Linked DNA regions of Rattus norvegicus: region 2 is linked to region 1. A link is a contact called in public Hi-C data. All regions are on one chromosome and are shown on one strand. Each heading gives the region's core, a stretch centred on a gene start, on an enhancer-like site or on the middle of the called end of the contact. The rest is flanking DNA. Distances are from core to core; before and after follow the strand shown. Region 1 overlaps Prkca (protein kinase C, alpha). Region 2 holds the start of Prkca (protein kinase C, alpha).

Evidence for each region. A called contact is a pair of places that touch in the nucleus more often than the background predicts.
Region 2: a Hi-C map of liver shows a contact between it and region 1, with 2.2 times the contacts expected there. The contact joins the promoter of Prkca here to the enhancer-like site in region 1.

Annotation. Positions count from the first base shown.
Region 1 is chr10:93,654,859-93,661,604 of GRCr8, reverse strand. The region is part of intron 2 of Prkca (protein kinase C, alpha); the gene reads left to right. Among named protein-coding and RNA genes, the nearest start is that of Prkca, 130 kb to the left of the region's middle. Within about 2 kb of position 3,059, at least 16 of the 93 cell types and tissues checked have an H3K27ac peak or open chromatin away from gene starts, as enhancers often do. A contact at or near this core is called in liver, where this site is marked.
Region 2 is chr10:93,783,173-93,789,918 of GRCr8, reverse strand. Prkca (protein kinase C, alpha) reads left to right here and starts at 2,592. Exons shown (of 17, transcript NM_001399299.1): 1 at 2,592-2,992; 2 at 5,758-5,789. The coding sequence starts at 2,820.

The DNA.
Region 1 (6,746 bases), core at 1,810-4,309:
CTTAGAAGCCTGCAGTGGCATCACCCACTTTGTCAGGGTCTTGAGGACCCTGTGTGCAATGGATCTACTTTGTGTTTAAGATGTTGGAAGAAGGTTCTATCTGAAGCATTGTAGACATGAAGTCAACCTCCTAACCTTGTAGTTAGAAAAGACTAAATACTGGAAACTTGTTATCAAACCCCTAGCAGAATAGTCTATGTGCTCAGGACACCCCCCCCCCTTGTGTCTTTACAAGCTTGTGCGTTGATGTACCTGTGTCATATAAAGGTAAACAAAGAACAGGACAAGAATGGAACGAAGGGATACCTTTTAAATGCTCACCATGAGCCCAGCCTTTGACATGTTCATATCACCCCCAACTTACAGAGGGATAGGGGCTTGGAGATGTGAGATGAATTGCAAAGGAGTTGGGATTTAAACCTAGGCTTTTCTCCTGAGTTTCCGCACTTACATTAGTTGTCCTGGCCATACAGTGTGTGTGTGTGTGTGTGTGTGTGTGTGTGTGTGTGTGTGTGTGTGTGGGTGTAAAGTTAAATATATATACTTTTTCTCTACTGTGATCAAATATCAAATATCTGACAAGCAGCATTATAGGGGAAGGAGGATTAATTTTAGCTCCTAGATCCATTGGCAGGAAGGCACAGAATAGGCTCATGGAGGCCCTGCCTGTATAGCTCTGGATTGGCTAGCCAGGCCCTATGTATAAAAGGTATCAAAATCTCCAGAACAGCGCCACCAGCTGGAGACCAAATGTTCAACCATGGTGGTTGGGGGGAATTTTACAGTAAAACCATAGCACCATATGTATAATATATTCACCAAGAGGTCACCCGGTGTTATCCACCCATGTCAATGAAGTGAAGAAGTATGCCATGCAAAACTCTTGGGAAATACGAATGGTTGGATCCTAAGAGGCTGCAGAGATGGCTTAGTTCATGAGGCACCTAGCATAAAAACATTAGAACCTGAGTTCTGATCCCCAGCACCCAAGTGATTAAAAATGGTAGCCATGGTAATAAACACCTTTAATCCCAATGCTAGGGAGGCAGAGGCAGATAGACCCATGAGTTGAAGGCTAGCCTGGGCTATGCAGTGAGTTCTAGGCAGCCAGAGCTACACAGCAACACACACACACACACACACACACACACACACACCAAATAAGTAAATAAATAATAAAGCTATTTTAAAGTACTGGTGGGTTTGGAATAGGTTTCTTTTTCTCTTAAAATTTTTTTCTTGGTTAGCTTATTCTAGTGTTCAGTTCATGAGGGTTTGTCAGTTTTAAGCACCCCCTCTCTGACCATTTCTTCCCTGTTCACATAGAGAGGCAAGGAGGGACACCCAGCTGTATTCCGGGGACTCTGTTTGCCTTTAGCGCAGTTATCGATCTGCCTCTCTGGGGAGAGTTTTTAAGCAAATAATTATTTGGGCATGCTAGTTTTCTTTCAGTACCCAGGTCTTGCTCTGTGCCTGTTTTATTCTCTCATCTAGAACCATGCAACTCCCCCAAAGTCTGTGAGTGTTACACAGCACATGTGCAGGAAGAACCTGCCCGGGGACCCTGAGTCATCCATCCGCATTCATCCTGGGGATGAATCATTCAGGAGTACAGGTCTTCCAGCTCAGGCCTGTCTTGCAAAGTTGATTTGTTTAAAAATTCACACTTGCTTTGGGCTTATTTCCTATACCAAGAGTTGTATTGTTTTGTTTCCGAGCAAGTTTAAAGGCGTGGGCTTGCTTGGCTTCAGTGACCATGCAGGGTGATGAGTTGTGTCGTTGACTGTAGACTTGACCGTGACGTCATAGATAAGCGCAGATGCACTCACAACCCTTGTGCCTGAAGTCATGGTCATGACCTCGGCTAGATGACTATAATAATAATTTTGTTTGTTTGATTTTTGAGACAAGGCCTCTTTTTCCATAACCCTCCAGCTCGCTGGGTGCATATTGCCACAGTGCATGTGGAAGTCAGGGACAACTTGTAAGAGTCAGTCTTCTCCTACCGTGTAAGTCCTAGGGATTGAACCCAGGTTTTCAGGCTTGGTGGCAGCTGCTTTTAACTGCACAGCCATTTTGCCAGCCTCTAAATTTAATATCAAACTGATGCATGGAAGTATAAAAGTTATAAGTATTTGGGGTACTGTGTGACTCTATGATACATGTATCATTATGTAGAGCACATAGACAGAACACACAGACACACAGACAGAGCACACAGACTCACAGACAGAGCATACAGACACACAGACACACAGAGGACACAGACACGCAGACACATAGAGCACACAGATGTGGATACAGAGCACACAGATGTGGATACAAAGCACACAGATGCACATGCAGAGCACACAGACACACAGACACAGAGCACACAGGCACACAGACAGAGCACACAGGCACACAGACAGAGCACACAGACACACAGACAGAGCACACCAGGCACCACAATGACCTCAGTAAGAAGCCAGCAGCTTTTCTGCCTTTGGCGCCCAGTTCTCCAGTGGGAAGCCATCCTGTCAGTGTTTGCCTGTGTGGGCGCTCAGGCAACATGCACGTGTGTGCAGAGGCTAAAGGTCTTCTTTGGATGCCCTCCTTTATAATTCTCCACCATACTATTTGAGACAGGTTCTCTCAGTAAACCTGAGGTCTATCTAGAAAGTCCTGGGGATCTGTCTGTCTGTCTTCTCTGCCACCCTGGTGGCTCTTTCGTGGGATCTGGGGATTCAAACTCAGGTCCCCATGCTTGTGCAGCAAATACTTTCCCCACTGAGTGCTAGGAAACTATCGTCAATTCTGTCACTTGAGGAAACACAGCGCATCTACCGCTCACTGCTGTGTGCAGAGCGCCGTCCCTAGCATTTGTAAAGATTCCCGGGCAAGCCTGTACCTTTTTCTATAGTCAATGGATAGATGTTTTTTGGCAATCGAGCTGCACATGTGGAAAGAATTTATGTGTGGGTGGAGGAAACATCTGGCAGCCGAGCAGAGAGGTGGGGACGGGTCCCTCGCGGAGTGGCTGAGAGCTTGAAACTGAGCCAAAGGGCCTGTGTATGCGTCATGCGCTTCTGGCAAGCTCTCTAACTCCAGAAGCCCTCTCTGGGCTTCTAGGCACTTGGTGTGGAGTTAAGGGGGCTCTGAGTTATTCTGGAAAGTTTCCAAGTGAACAGCAAGCAGCTGCCTCTCCCTTCCAGGTCCTTTTTGTACTCATCACAACACAGAACGAACTTCTTGGCAAATGATCATTCACCGTAAGTTTGCCACATTGGATGTTGCAAAAATAAATAAATCAAAGTTAGACTCCATGCTGCCAAGAACTGATACGTCTCCCACTAAAATTCAGACATCACTCATTTTGCTGTAAAGCACAAAGACTTAGATGTTTGAGATTTTAAAATAAAAGTCAACCTTATTTCCACGTCTCTCCAGGGCAGGGGACAAGAGTGGGACTTGGATCAATGCTACTAGAAAAAGCTTTGCCTGTGGCATTCTCTCCCACAGGGGTCAAGGAGGGAAAGCCTCAGTGGGAATCCAAACTGTGACCCTTCTTCCTTCCTAAAAGAGGCTGGAAATTGCTCATGTCCTCAGGTTGAAGTTTGAAGCTGGCATTTGATACCGGAGAGTGATTCATTTTTCACTGTAGCAAGGCATGCTTGAACTGAAAGTAAAACCACACTAGCGCCCAAGCAGAAACTGCAAGAGAAGGTTTGCCATGCGCTGTCACCTCAGCTTCTCTGAAGGCATGGGTTCTAATGGCAGCTTTCTGTGTAGCAAGTCTTCTCATTCTCCGGCTTTCAGCCGCTTGCAGAAGTTTAGCCACACGTCTCACCTGCTGGCGAGAGATGGTGTGGGGAGATTTTAGCCTACATAGTACCTTACAAACTGAGACCCTAGCATTGGACATAACGATTACCATGAACAGTTGAGGCTCATGGACACCAAGGAGTTTGAATGAGGCATTGATCCCTTGCTGTCTCCCCACTGCATGCTACAACAGCAGATTCTACTCGGAACGGTTATTAAAATATAACATGTTGTTCCTGGTTGGCTTAAGGTAAACAAACCCAGTTTCCTCATTTGTAAAAAGAGACTCAGTGATGTCTTACTTTATAGTGAGCAGAAATGCTTAGGGGAACATCTTTTTCTTGAGCTCAAGAAAATACCAGAAATGGTGCCCATCCTGGTACTTTTAAATTAGGAAGGGGGCTGAGATGGGGCCTCAGTGGTCGATCGTTGCCCCACATTGAGGAGACTGTAGTTTCGTCCTTTGCGCCTCAAAAATAATCAAATACGAATTCATCAAATGAAGGCAGAGTGATTTTTGTTTGTACATTAAAGGTTGCTTTCTTTGCTCTGCAGAGTGCACATGCCAAGTTCCTCCTCTCACCATTCATTCTCCTCCCTACTGTGACACCTTTGGTCTTGAGAATGCTAGCTTGCTGTCCCCCATTCCCTCTCAGCTTCTTTTTTTATATTTCTGCTCAGCTAAAATGCAAGCTGAAGACTGATGTCTCTTGAATGATAAAGTTAATCAAATAAATGAATATTTTCTGTTTAATTTGGCCTTAAGAAATGACTATACAGAATGGGCTTCTGCTTTATCTGGGTTTGTGCCTCATAGTTTTAACTACAAGGAAAGGTAACATACATGAAAAAAAAGTAAGCTAGAAAGCAAGCAAGCTACTTTTTGTTGTCTCTAAGTCAAAGCAAAACTTCTTGCAGCTCCATGGCTGTTTCTGAAGCTGAGGAATTCCAGGTTCTCATTTTGGTAGGGCAGGCTACATCTCTGGCTGCCACAAACACATTTGTCACCTGAGAACAGTGGCTTGCACTCGGCCGACCAAGTTGCTTCTGAAGATGCACTTTTCTTCTTGGCGAGTCAGAGTGCACATTTCTCTCAGGGCCCAACACTTGTGAGCAGCAGCTGATGTCTGGCTTTAACGAGAGCACTTTCCTCTACTTGGTTTGGTCCCAACATCATCCTGACCTTCTCAGTTGCACGCTGACCGGGAGTGGATGCAGCAATGTCCTATAAGCATCCAAATCCAGGTTGTGACTGGACAAAGTACCTACAGTGTCATTCGACCAAGAGCCCTAAGGTGGTTCTCTGATGGGCCGTAGGAAGCTGGCAGTGGAGTTAACCCTTACCCGAGTCAAGACAGAAGAGTGGGGACCAGCAGCCATTCCACTCACTGCTCCCTCCTATCTCCCAGGGGGTCATTTCTCTGTTTTCCAAATCTCTCCAAGGCTTCGCTTTCTCTCCTCAGGAAGCATGAAGGGAATATAGCTCAGCTCAGGTCCCTCATGGGCTGTAGTTTTCAACTTGGGCTCATTCCAAGCAAGAAGGCCACAGACTATGGTGGGGTGCCTTGTGAGGGCAGAAAATGTCACCCCACAAAATGCCAGAGTCTCCATGGTTACGATGTCCCTCCTTTTTCTGTGGCCACCACTTTCAAGACCCCTCCCACTCTGCCCTTCCCCTCCAAGTCTGCTCCTCCCACTCTGTATCTGGTCATATGTCAGTCTCCCCATGGCGTTCTGGGGATCTACTTGTGACCAACGTATTTGCTGAAGACAAAGCTTGTTATGGTACCAGGGCTTGCTAGGAAGGCATCTTCCCATCCTTTTCTTGCTGCTCCATACCCAGGGTGGTGATTTGTTCAGTGTAGGAATAGATGTGATGGACATCAAATTTATTTTAAAGAGAGAGAGAGAGAGAGAGAGAGAGAGAGAGAGAGAGAAGTATTAAGAGATTAATGTTCAGTAGAGAAAATAAAATATAATGAAAACAAACACAATCCATTTATCAGATAACAGCTTCTCTGTGGCCCCTTATCACAGGAGTCTTAAAAGGAAAGAAAAAGCAAGGCTCGGTAGTTGAGAGCACCATCTGCTCTCCCAGAGGACATGAACTTGATTCCCAGCGCCCACATGACAGCTCACAACTGACTTTAACTCCAGTCCCAGGCGATCTAACACCCTCTTCTGGCCTCCACGGGCACTGTAGGGACGTGTACCCAGAAACACACGTAAGCAAACAGAGCCATAGACACCTCAAAACAAGTGCAGAAAAATAAATTCCTCTCCAACTTATCTGCTAAGCAACTGATCTGCCGATCTAATTTTATGAGTTGGTATTAATGATATGATCTTGGAAATTAGCATAATTTAGCTGCAAAAATCTTCGCGAGGCTTTTCACATTTAGTTGCCTCCCAGGCTGCCTAATTCTGTCATTTGTGCTACTGAGGAGTTGTTTGGAAGTGGGACAAGGAACTGTCTGCAGCTCCTTCAGCTCTGAGGATGAGTATTTGATGTGGGGTCCCTTGGACTTTATTTCTGAGATGTGAATGCACAAACCATTGGGGTAAAGTCTACAGCTTCTCAGACAGGTATTTGGAGCTTTGTAGGGAAGAGAAAAGAAACTTGGAGAATAGGTCCAAGGTACCTGGGGCACATGGTGTGGATAAAAGAGTCATAGGAATCACACACACTCAGAGGTTTGCAGAACTGGAAGTTGTTTCTGCTCTGGGTAGAGACAGCCGTCCATCCATCCGTACACCTGCTCCACATGTTCATGTGTTTCTTTCCTTTAGCAGAATTGGAAAATGGCTTGATCTGGGTGCTGGTACCAGGAAGAGGCTATAGGAACTTGCGTCACAGCCACATGGTACCAGAGAAACTCCCCAGACCTATCTCTGGGCCGCTGCTTAATGAGACTGAAGCAGTTTGCATTTTTACAGAGCAG
Region 2 (6,746 bases), core at 1,343-3,842, 130 kb before region 1:
GCAATCACACTCAGCCCAGCTAGCAAGCAATGGGCTTTCAGTTAGCCATTTCTCCTCACACCCACAGGGCAGAAGCAAGGAGAGCAAAGCCACAACTCGAAAGGGAAGAGACATGGCTTCCCTCCTATTGATGCACAGTTCAATGCGTGCACAGAAGATGCCAGGCTGCTGCCCAGCCTGTCTGATTTTGATTTGTGTTCAAGAATGCCCAAGCAACCCCACCCTCCATTCCTCTGCACCTCCCCCTCCCTGCTTCAGGGAAATAGAAAGAAGCTTGCCTTTATGAAACATGGCTGGGTGAGGGGTTGTGGCTTCGTTCCACCATGCCCCATTTCAACTACAATTAGCAACTAAACATGGAGGGTTTGAGACCCTCATGATGGTTTTGGTTTCTGTGTTTTTGAGAATTCCATCCATTTTCCTAGTGTTCTTCATTCTTCTCCCAACCCTTCCCGCCTTGCCTCCTTGGCCTGGAAGTGCTGAAATTTACTTTCCAGATAGAATAGCACCAAGCACCAACAGTACTGGCTGTGCTGGCTAGCCCTACCCACTTGACACAAGCTGGTACCAATCGAGAAAATAATTCCCTCCATAAGATCGGGCTGTAGGCAAGCTTGTAGGGCATTTTCTTTTCTTTCTTTTTTTTTTTTTTTTTCTTTTTTTTTTTTTTTTTCCGGAGCTGGGGACCGAACCCAGGGCCTTGTGCTTGCTAGGCAAGCGCTCTACCACTGAGCTAAATCCCCAACCCCATAGGATATTTTCTTAATTGGTGATTGATGGAGGAGGGCCCAGCCCGTTGTGAGTAGTGCCATCCCTGGGCCGGTGATTCTGGTTGAGCAAACTAGTAAGCAGCAGTCTCGCATGGCCTCTGCATCAGCTCCTGCCCTCAGGCTCTCTCCTGGCTTAGCTTCTCTCAGTGAGCTGTGATTCAGGATACATACGTAAGCCAAACAAACCCTTTCCTATCCAAGTTGCCTTTGGTCATGGTGTTTCGTCACAGCAATAGTGACCCTAAGACACTTGCTCACCAGATTGTAAATGGGTCAGAGAAGAGCCCGCTCTACTGATGGCCAATCAGCCGCCTACACTTGTTTAAATGTAGAAGCTATCTTTTCATCAAGAGTCGCCATTAGGGCCTCTCGAAAAAGAATAGTCCTTCATGGTTTACGGGATATGCTGGGAGCTAGTATCTCAGACGATTTTTCTTCTTTTAAGATCTTTACTTGAGCTCTTAAGTTCCTGATCCTCTGGGGGCCACTCGCTGGTGTCCAAGTTAAAAGTGCACATTGTCTTGATGGATTTGTACTCAACGATAAACGAAGCTGATGAGATGGCTCATCCCTGTAATTCCAGCACCCAGGAGCTGCGACAGGAGTGTTACCTCGAGTTCGAGACCACCCTAGGCAGATTGGGACACTGAACTTCTTGCTGGGAAGTGATCGCTTAGGTACCAGGTTTAGAATCCTCCAGGCAGACCTAATAAATATTCATCAGGCGCTCTGGTGGCCCAGCCCCAAGCGCGCCCTTTGCATACAGATCCATTCCAGCGACTCCTTCACGAGCAGTTTTACTTGGTAATTTACAAATGTTCTGGCTGAACTCTACACCTGCCAGTATCTCAGCAATTAGCTTAGGATGCAAAATGATTTCTAAATTAAGGTTCTGGACATGGAAAATCAAGAGAGCTGGATCATCATCGGCACTACAGCTCTGACAGTCAATGAATAACATCACGAACCAGGGCAAGCACTCTCTGGCATCTTCCAGGGCGATTACGGCTGCCGTACAAATCTATAAAATAAGCAGGTGAACTGCAGGTCAAAGATCGAAGGTAGGTAAGAGGGCCCGCGATCAGTTATTCAAAACCGCTCCCTTTTACCGACTCTAAACTGAGCGAGGGTTAGGGTTTGGCCATTTTAGTGGCATAAACGATTAGAATGGCATTTTGGTCAGGTACAAGGTTAAATGGGTAAGAGGCTGATAAAACGCCAACAAACCCCGAAATGCCGGTGGGTCCAGGTAGCTAGACAAGAAGCTACCTCTGTACCTGCTAAGGGGGGGGGGGTGGCATCAGGGTGGTGCCCTGTGCTTGGTTCCTCCGGGGCACAACTTCCATCCCAGAAAGAGGAAAGCAAGAGCAGGAAAGCGTGAGTGGGTGGAGGAAGGTGGGGAAGAGGAGGAGGCCGGGCACGACGAGCGGAAGGAGAGGAGGAGAAAAAAGAGGGAGGAGGAAGCAGAGGAAAAGGGAGGAAAAGAAGCGGGCGGTGGAGGAGAAGGACCCGCCCCTCTCGGCTTCTTCCTGGGCTGGGCATCTCCAGGGCCTCTCCCTGACCGCCGCCCTCCGCTGTTGGCCCGGCTCACAAGGGCCCCCCACCCAGTACGCGTGTCCAGCTCGGTGCAGAGCAGCGCAGCTCAGAGGCCCTAGGCTCGCCCCGCGCGCGTCCCCGCCCCGCGCGCTCCTACTCCAGTCCGCGCGCGCGCGTGCACACATACACACGCTAGCTCTCCGGGCATGCGCAGTGGGCGGCGCCGCTCCGGGCCGCCTCTTGCTGCCGCGAGTAGGAAGCGCGAGCGCCAGGCGCCGGGCTGTCAGTGAGCGTGGGGCCAGCCAGAGAGCGAGAGAGCCGGAGAGAGCCAGAGAGAGCCAGAGAGAGCGGCTCAGCTCCCAGCTCCAAGCAGCGCAGCGCCCGCCCGGCTCTCCCCGGCCACCGCCGCCACCACCGCACCTCAGCACCGCCACCTCGGCCGCCGCCCCCGCCCACCCCGGCCCTCCCCGGCTGCTGCTCCCCGGCGGAGGCAAGAGGTGGTTGGGGGGGACCATGGCTGACGTTTACCCGGCCAACGACTCCACGGCGTCTCAGGACGTGGCCAACCGCTTCGCCCGCAAAGGGGCGCTGAGGCAGAAGAACGTGCATGAGGTGAAAGACCACAAATTCATCGCCCGCTTCTTCAAGCAACCCACCTTCTGCAGCCACTGCACCGACTTCATCTGGTAGGTGCGCGCGGCAGCCCGGGGGACCCGGGAGCCACCTTTGCTCGGGGCTCAGGTCTCCTTGTCCCGGGGACTTGGGCTCGGGGACGTCTCTGAGCCCCGGCGCGTCCTCACTCTTATGGCCAGGACTCCTCCGAGAACTTAGAGTGACCGGCCGGAGTCCGAACTCTCGCCAGGAGTGACAGGCGCGCACCCACGCGGGACACTCCCTGGGAAGTGGCCCGGCGCTGCCACACATGCCCTGCCCTGAAGGGACTCATGGCTCGGCATGGGGTGACTCGGATGAGGGAGAAGGTCCCCTCGCTTCTGGTAGGCTCACGGGTCTTTCCCGTCGCCAAGCGGAGCGGCCAATGCAGCCCGGTGGGAGCGAAGGGACCGGGAAAAGAGAATGCTGGTGGCAGAGTGGCCCCGGGACGCGCAAGAAACACGCCCCGGAGTAGCGGGGAGCCGCTGCGAGCCGCTCCAACTTGCTGGCGAGCCAGGCTGGGCGCGTTCCGGGGAGTGTTTGTGCCTCGCGTCGGGCTGGGACTCCGCTGGAACCTTGGGTCCCTGCCTACTGTAGGCTGTTTCTACTGGGCACGGAGACTTTGACTTTTCTGGGTGAGCCCAGAGGGGGGAGGGTGGGGAGGGAGAGAGATGGAAGGCAGCAAACTGTTGAAAGCTTGCAGTGGGGGAGGAGGGCTAACCTAGCAGGCAAATGGCAGAGGGCAGAGGGAGTCATTTAAAATAGACCCTGTCAACAGGAGATTAGACCTGCAATCCAGTTGATGAGGACAGAGGGCTTATTTAAGAAAAATACTGTAATGGCTAAAGGTGTCAGCGCTCAGGTGATTTCCACTGAATGCCAAGCCTTGGTAACTGAGGGGCTTGATAGAAGGAGGGGCTCAGGGATCTATCTCTCTGGAGCCTGCAAAATTAGGTAAGATTGTATTTATGCAGATTTACGTTTTTACTTTTTTAGAGAATTATAGCTTTCATCAGATTTTCAAAATGTCAATATCGCCCCTCCCATCCCAATGCTTAGAGATCTGGAACTAAGGGAACTCCCAGCCCCCCCCCCCCACGACTTTGAACATCAAGTGTCAGCTTTTTCTGACTCTTCTCCGTGGATTTGGAGTAAAAAGTTCCTTATAAGCAAGAGCTATGGCTGGGGCTCCTTAGCTCCTTCCTGGGTGGGAAGCCATAAGGGGTGAAGTGCACTTAGATACCAAGCAGTCAGCGGGCTAGCATTATACACACTGGGTATCCTAGTGGCTCTAGTGGCGCTGAATCCACCCAGAGAAGAGAATTAAAAGGGGGAGTCCCACCATCAGGGTGCCAATAAGATGCCTGATTTTTCCTTCCTTTTAAGAAATCATTCAGAAGTGCACCTTGGTGAACAAGGCAACCACTTGACAGTTTCTGTAGTGTAGTTAGCATCTGAAGCAATCCAGCTCAAGGAGTGGGTGACCATAGATAAGGCTACTTAAGATGACTTTAGCATCCGGGTAAAGGGAGGATATTGCGTTGGGCGATTTGCAGCCTCCCATGTTAACCACGAGAGTGTATTCAAAGGGGCTAGAGTGATAATTACTTCTACAGGAAGTAGATACGTTAGAAAAAGGACTTACATTTTTACCACGCTAACTAATCAGTCTCCACTATCACTGTCCAGAGGATCAGTCCCCCGCCAACTGATGAGGTACTCTGGGTACCAGGTTCCCTGTGATGTAGTCCACAGGAGCACAAGTGCTTCACTTAATCTGAAAGCATCCAGTTAGATGGCTTGGGAATCCCCCACCAAGATCATCTTGCAGTGGATTTAATTTCTCTGTTTTCCTTCATTATGACTCCTATGAGTCTTTGGTTTACAATTTAATTTCAGTATTTATTGTATTTTAAAGGAAAATATTTGAACTTAGATTTTTTTTTGGTAGGGCGATGACATTAAGATAATTATAAAGGAATGCAGAGTGCTTTGTAAGGTTAAAATGCTATGCAAAGCAAGAGATTGTGAGCTACCTCGGAGAACATTTTGATGCAGTTCGTTCTGTTGGAACAGTGTTTGTAGTCAAATATCCACGTCAGGGCTCTGTGCTTACAGAGTCAATTCTCTAAAATGATTTACAAGAACAGAATGGCCTCAGTATAGACTTTGGTTCTCCATGAAAATTAGACCACAGATAATCTCAAGTATGCGCTATAGCAGAGATGTTTCCTCTAATCGGATTCCTTCAGCCAAGATAAGATGTAAACAGTGGTACTCTTTGACAGTTTTTAGACACATACTATTTGAAACAAAATTCTAACAAGCTACTTTTTGATTGTCTTTAGGAAGAAAAAATTACTTTGTTTTCAGGACTAAAAAGGAAGTCCCCCTGGGGTTGGGGATTTAGCTCAGTGGTAGACCTGGGTTCTGTCCCTAGCTCTGAAAAAAAGAAAAAAAAAAGGAAGTCCCCCCCTCCAATCCCCAATTTTAAAGCATAAAATTTAAGCTTCTTTGTGTCATCCGAGTACTGTAGCCAACAATTTTGAGTTTGAAGTCTTGTTCTTGTTTTGAAATTTAAGATACCAATTCTAGAGCAGAAAAGACTAGATAGACAAAAGCTTGATAACAGTTCAGCAATCCTTTACAGACAGATTTACATGGTTATCTCGTTAGATACTTAGGGCTGTTTTTTCTTATGGAACTCTCGGGTTTCAAGCATAGACTTTTAGACGCTGTAGAATACTTGTTCTCGGTGGAAAGGAGGCTAAGATATTTGTTCTTATTTTCTGTTTTCCAGGGGGTTTGGAAAACAAGGCTTCCAGTGCCAAGGTAAGCTGCCTCGATGGGCTTCATTTCCAAACATCCAGGCGTGAGCACCGCACACAGGAACTGTACTTCTGCTCAACATTTCTTTTTGATCCGAAAGACATGGTACTTAGATAATATTTTCAAAACACAAGTGATGTTAGTTTGTTCCTTTGAAGAAAAGAAAACATAATATCACCTAGTAATCTGGACACAGGACTGCCTTTTTTTTTTCCATTGAAAAAAAAAGCAAAAGCCTTCATTTTTTATTTTTGCCGAGAACATTGCTGTCAGAAACTGCTGTCTTTGTGTGGGTGTTTAGGAAAATAAAAAGGAATCACTTTGTATTCATGTGGTACTTCTTTCCCTTTCTTTCCCTAACTCCCCCCGCCCCCTACACACACACTACAGCAGATACTCGAGGCAACTTGTTTTAGGCTATATGTAATTCCAGGAAACTTGTGTAGGTCACCCATTGTCACCATGAACAAAGTATGCACACTTTGACATTACGTCAGTGATGTGAGGGTGACTGACAGCTCTAGTGTCAGTGTGCAGTGTGCCTTCCCTCCAGCCTGAGTACACACTTCATGCATGCTCTCCTGTGCGCAGGCTCCAATGGTTTTCCTCCCTCACCTACAATTGCGTTGTGCACTGCCACTACTGTGCGGCCACCAAATATCTAACTTTTTATATTCTCTGTCTTATCTGTTGGGTTGGATAAATAAGCCCTTTATAGCTATCGAAGGCGTTTCAAGTTCCCTAGCTCGCCTGCTGGCTTGTCTGCTCATAGTCTATAACATGTTTATTTAGTTTGAGCTATATTTCCCATCTGGGCATAGGTTTATTATTAGGGCAAGTGGAAAGTACATTCTAGCCTGGAAAATATCGTCCTAAGACTGTCTCTTATTAAGTGCATTAGAGAAAGACACTGTGTGCGTGTGCTTTTCTATTTTCTATTTTTACAGGTGATAGTGTATT